2 separate regions of the Zea mays genome follow, and region 1 is linked to region 2. The links are chromatin contacts, called in public Hi-C maps. All regions are on one chromosome and are shown on one strand. Each heading gives the region's core, a stretch centred on a gene start, on an enhancer-like site or on the middle of the called end of the contact. The rest is flanking DNA. Distances are from core to core; before and after follow the strand shown.

Region 1 (2,700 bases), core at 161-2,660, 300 kb before region 2:
CTTGGGGGTGCTACCTATGTGCCCGCAAAGGCTGATCCAGATCAAATCCAAATCTACAGGGTTGAAGCACAGATATCAAACATAAATCTATTGAGGATGACACTAACCTCCAAATGCCTTCTTGTCAGAGATAAATGTGTCACACAGGTATGCAATGGCAAAGGATCCGACCAGTGAGCCAACAATGTAGCCAGCCGTCATTTTTGCTGCACAAGGATGGACTGAAGTACAGACTATCAGGTCTGATAAATAATGGAATCATGAATAAATGACTAACATATGCAGATGCATTGTAGACAAGGCAAACCTATAGACTGTTCCTCACAAATAACACAAATAAACAGAACATATAGCCTAGCAACAGATAAATCGCCAACACAAAAGCCCGGGGAAGCTATAACATTTCATTGTTAGCAGAAAGACAAACAGTTTTTTTCCAGCAACAAACGAGTGAACCCCGAATCCGTAGCAGGTTATGTTACCAGTATATTATATCCAGTATCCATCTTCATGAAACAAGTGTTACTATTAGTCTTACAGTAACAGCGGCATATGCATGGGAACATTTCAAACCATGAATGATTAACATAAAAGCTTCAATGAAAGTGTAAATAAGAAAGTCACTGGGCTTAAAAGTGACAGTGTTAATATGAATCTCGCCATACTTGAAGTGACCTCCATCCCACATTAACATTACATCCACAATCTTTCTTCAAAAACATGCGTCAATACGAATCTCTCTCACCAGAATTACAGTGACAGTGTCATGTGTAATGTGTACGGTGCAATTCAAACCACGACAAACATCCATATCTATATAGCTAAGACCATTAAAAAGCGAAAATTTCTCCCCACCCAAATTTCCGTCCGTTCGCCTACACGAGCAACAAAAGAAATCAGACATAAATCGACTCAAGTTGGGATGGACGGATCTCCAACCCAGTAAAATACAGAGGGCCGCCGCCGTCAGCGTAAGCACGCGAGGTGAAGTTCCGGATGCCCGCGCCGCGCCCCAATCGGTCGGATCCGCACAGATCTAGTCGTCTGATTCCCACGGCCCCAAGAGGGCAATACCCGACACATGAGTCGTCGTCCGCAGCTACCAGAGATTAGATCAGAGAAGACCCCCGATGCCTGGTGAGGGGAGCGAACCGGCGGAAACCAATGGGAGCAGGGGGCGGAGGAATTACCAACAGCGCGCGGTGCGGAGACGAGGGGCAAACGGCGAGCGGCGGCGCGGGCAAGGAGACGCAGCAAATGGGGAACGAGGCGAGGAGACGTGGGGGGTTCAAATGGCTTTGTGGCGAATGGCGATGACCCGGTGGGCGGCGGCGGCCGGTCTTTCGGATCTCACACTGACTGGGGTCGCCGTGGCCGTGCACCAGGCCTCCGGGCCGGGCGGGCCAACGTGGGCCCTTAGTAAGGGATTGCTTCCAGCCTTGTGGCCCAAAACGACAGGCTATTTTAAGGCCCAAATGAATTACTGGAAGAATGCTCTCCATCACCTATTTTGACTTGGAGCACGCGTGGAGGACGCGGCTGCCGGGCAGGCGTGGAGGCAGGTGACCTGGATGCGCGAGAGGATCCGAGCCGGCCATGGCGGGAGCCGCGGGTTCTCGTGAGGTCCAGGTTAAGGTCCAGCCCAAGCTGACTACGCCGGCAGAAAAGCTTTCGTGAGGTCCCAGTCCGCGTCTCCGCGGGATGCCTAAGTCGCTGACGTCAGCTAGAACGCATTTATTTATTTTTGAGGAGCAAGGCGCACAGTACAAAATCTGCCTACACGCATCTTTGTTTTGTTTTCTTTGACAAAAGATCACGAGTTTTTTTTCGTGATTTGGTTTAACGAACATTGTTTGTTTCAGCTTTCCTTTGAAACAAAAAGAGGTCAAACCTCTGTATATGATTTGGTTTAGTGAACATTCTGTAAAGAGTTCTGTCCGGTAAATATAGCGAATGGTAGCCTCCGCAACCTCTCCAACAATAGTAGAGATGGCAGCGGGTCGGATTTTGTTCGGGTATAATAATACCTAACCCGAAATTGTACCCGAGACTTCTACAAATATCCATACACATCAAGTCAATCGGGTGAAAAACTGTACCCGTACCCATGCCCATCGGGTATCCACCGGGTATCGAGTATCTATTGGATATGTTATTGTAGACTAAATAATATTCGGTCAGTGTTATAATAAATGCATAAGATATTTTAGTTTCCATTTAAGCACTAGTGCAACACGAGAATGACTATATTTGGCTACACGTTCATATAGTATCTCAACTCATAATTATCACATCCAATAGATTTAAATTAGCAGTACTGAAGCAGCCAGCTGCTAGCACCAGCAACCTGTGGTCGTGCATGTGCCCATGGTGAAGTAGCAGCATGCAGCAAGCCATGATTAGTGTGTATTTTTTGGCTCCATTTTTTATAGGTCTTAATTTTTAGTGGATGTAGCATATTTAGAGCAACTCCAATAATTCTCTAAAAGACTTCCTAAATCAATAATTTAGGTAGTTAATATGAAAACTATTCTCCAACAGTTCTCTAAATGAACTTTCTAAATTTAACAACTTGTCATCTAACCTCATTTTCTCTCTACATTTGGCAACCATTTAACAACTCCCTAAACAAAAATGTTGACTGCATTATATAGTTTTTGTGACTTATTTTTTATGTGGATAAATACAAAACAAAATTAC
Region 2 (2,752 bases), core at 243-2,742:
ATGACTGTCTGAGGTCCTTAGGACAAGGACATCTGTAGGTGGGCCTAATATCTTAGGAGGTTCCGTGACAGGTATGATGTTACTCGACCGAGGTGTTTGACCCTCATGTGGGCTTCTTTTTGCGTAGGGACACCAACGATAATTAGTCGATAACTTGTGCGGTTTCGGATACCTCGGTAAAAATACATGCGTCATACACGGGAATTGCATATCTACCTTCTCTTTAGCTTCCGCATTTATATTTAGCATTTAACTTCCAATCTTATCTTTCTAGTTAGATTGTTTAGATTGAAGCTTAACTTTTGCGGTAGAGATAGCAACACTTAGACAAAATCTAGTTTGTACATTGTGAATTGATTATTTGCATAGGTTTTACATTGGAGATCTGTACCGCTTCACCCTCCAGATCTAGAGGAGTGGACGAAGTTGGGTGCTGGAGGCCGGATTCCTGGCATAAAATCGTCGAGTATGGAGCAAAAGAACCATGGGCCACGGCTCCCGAGGAGAGGTTGCCCATGACAGAGAAGGGACCACAAACCAGCCGCACCCCCACCTCCGCACCAGACACCTGCCCGCGAAGAACCAACCAAACCAGAACCAACCAACACCAACCCTCGAGAGAAAACAAACAATAAAGACTGCTTACCGAGGAAGACGAAGACAGATCTCCAGTCTAAGAACGACGGGCAGAACTAGCAAACTCAAAATACTAATCATGGCGACGAAAACCAGGAGCAAAGAACCTCGGAAGGCACAAAACACTAGGGGAACCGCCGGAGACAAACACGCAAAGAGAGAGCTCGAGGATCTAGCGCAACCGGGAACAGCGAGGAGGGGCGGACGGGGACGCGGCGGCGACGGCGGAAGGGATCGGAGGTGGTCCATGCCCGTGATGATGAGCCGGTACTGGGTCCCTTCGCTGGCGTGCGGACCTGCACCTGCTGCTGCGGTAATACTGGATAAGGCGCCATGGATGGTCGTAGTCTCGTAGAGCGTGCACAGTGTGAGCCCCGTCGTGGACTCATGGTGGTCTCGGCTTGGAATCCTGGATAAGGAACGACGAACGAGACGCCGGTGTGTGGGATCGGACGAGGGTTGGCTGCTCGCCTGCACCCTTCAGCGCGAAAGAGAAAGATAGCTTCGGTTGGCTACAAGTGTGTCTCGTCGTCTCATTCAGATTAGAGATTGGGAATATGGTAATTTATCCAACCTCAGAGGATAGTAGCATCGAAGTCGTTGTAGTATAGTGGTGAGTATTCCCGCCTGTCACGCGGGTGACCCGGGTTCGATCCCCGGCAACGGCGTTTTTTAGTTTTTAGTTTTATTTTTAATTAATTTTGTTATTTTCCAAACTTTACAGCTTAGCCCAAGCTTTATTGAGCAGGCCCTACCTCGGCCCATTTATAACAAATTACGAGGCATGCTCTTCCCGATCGTAGCTAGGCCTCTGACAGAAAATAAATAAGGGAAAAAAAGCACACCCCTTTGGTTGGTGCTCTTTTGATTCGCTTCGAGACAATGGTCGAGGCTGCCCGCTAGCGCTCGCGATTGACTTGGACTCTGCAGCAAATACGCACAAGGTAAAGGACGAATGTGCAGCACCCCCTGCTAAACCCTGGCGCGTGTATGTATACACATTACACCTCATCCCTTCCCCTCCCCCCGCCACGACCCCTCAGCCCTCACACAAGAGACGCAGCTGCGAGTCCGCCAGCCTTATCCTCCTCCCCGTCTCCGGCTCCAACCCGCAAGCGCGGTAAGGTGAGTCCCCATCCCGCTCCTTCCCTACCACCCTAATTCGCGCTCTGAGGATTAGGTGGAACTGGAACTGGATGCCCGCGCCGCGCAGCTCCAGTCCGGTGGGTCATGGGTTTCGGCGCGAGGTTGGCTCGGGTTCGTTCTCGTAGAAAGACACAGATTGGTGGCGAGTGGATCTGGTACGGGATGGGATGGGGAGTTATTGTCTAGCGCTAGCTTCACCCAAAATGCTGCGGACAGTTGGAGCTCGTGAATCTCGCGGGGTCTGTACTCGTGTGGCTGGCGTGCCACTGTAGTTAGAACATGATGTTTAGACTTAGAGATGCAGCGAAGGCGAAGGATGTTGTGTCCCATTACTGGGTCAAAATGTGCTCCTGTTAGTTAGTTCCTGCTCGATGGGTGGTCAGATTACGGGTTACATAATTACATGCTTGCTTCGATTGCTTTCTCGTGCTAATGTGGCTCCTGCTGCACAGGTATGGCTTCGACATTCGGTGCCACTTCTACTGTCGGCCTTATGGCTGCTCCAACAGGGAAGAATGTGCGCCTTCAGAGGAGGGTGAACTTCAGAGTAAGAGCAGCTAAGGAGCTGTACTTCAACAAGGATGGCTCAGCTATCAAGAAGCTCCAGGTGAGCTCCACAGTTTTTATTTATTATGATATACCGATTTGCTGTTGACCCTTAACCAGGCGCTAATTGTTTTTTCTCCCCTACATTTCAGACTGGAGTCAATAAGCTTGCAGACCTAGTCGGAGTTACACTCGGACCAAAGGGAAGGAATGTTGTTTTGGAGAGCAAGTATGGTTCTCCTAAAATTGTTAACGATGGTGTTACAGTTGCCAGAGAGGTACAGTGCAATGTTACCATGGTTGTACTTAGAATTTGATTGCTAGCTCGTAAATTACATAACGTTGTATATATTTTTTTCTCCAATTCTTGTCATACATGTTTTACAGGTCATATTCTTATAACCCATGTAATGCATATACTTTA

What was found. A called contact is a pair of places that touch in the nucleus more often than the background predicts.
Region 1: a Hi-C map of tassel shows a contact between it and region 2, with 2.9 times the contacts expected there. The contact joins the promoter of LOC100284990 here to the promoter of LOC103629384 in region 2. A contact is called at or near these places in 8 of 25 Hi-C or Micro-C datasets (bundle sheath, ear, leaf and 1 more).

The regions. Positions count from the first base shown.
Region 1 is chr6:68,155,593-68,158,292 of Zm-B73-REFERENCE-NAM-5.0, reverse strand. LOC100284990 (ATOZI1) reads right to left here and starts at 1,410. Exons shown (of 3, transcript NM_001157885.1): 1 at 1,191-1,410; 2 at 108-221; 3 at 1-14. The coding sequence starts at 201.
Region 2 is chr6:67,856,469-67,859,220 of Zm-B73-REFERENCE-NAM-5.0, reverse strand. It overlaps LOC103629384 (ruBisCO large subunit-binding protein subunit beta, chloroplastic), which reads left to right and starts at 1,492. Exons shown (of 14, transcript XM_020539251.2): 1 at 1,492-1,761; 2 at 2,235-2,389; 3 at 2,481-2,606. The coding sequence starts at 2,237. It overlaps TRNAD-GUC (transfer RNA aspartic acid (anticodon GUC)), which reads left to right and starts at 1,233; the gene lies at 1,233-1,304.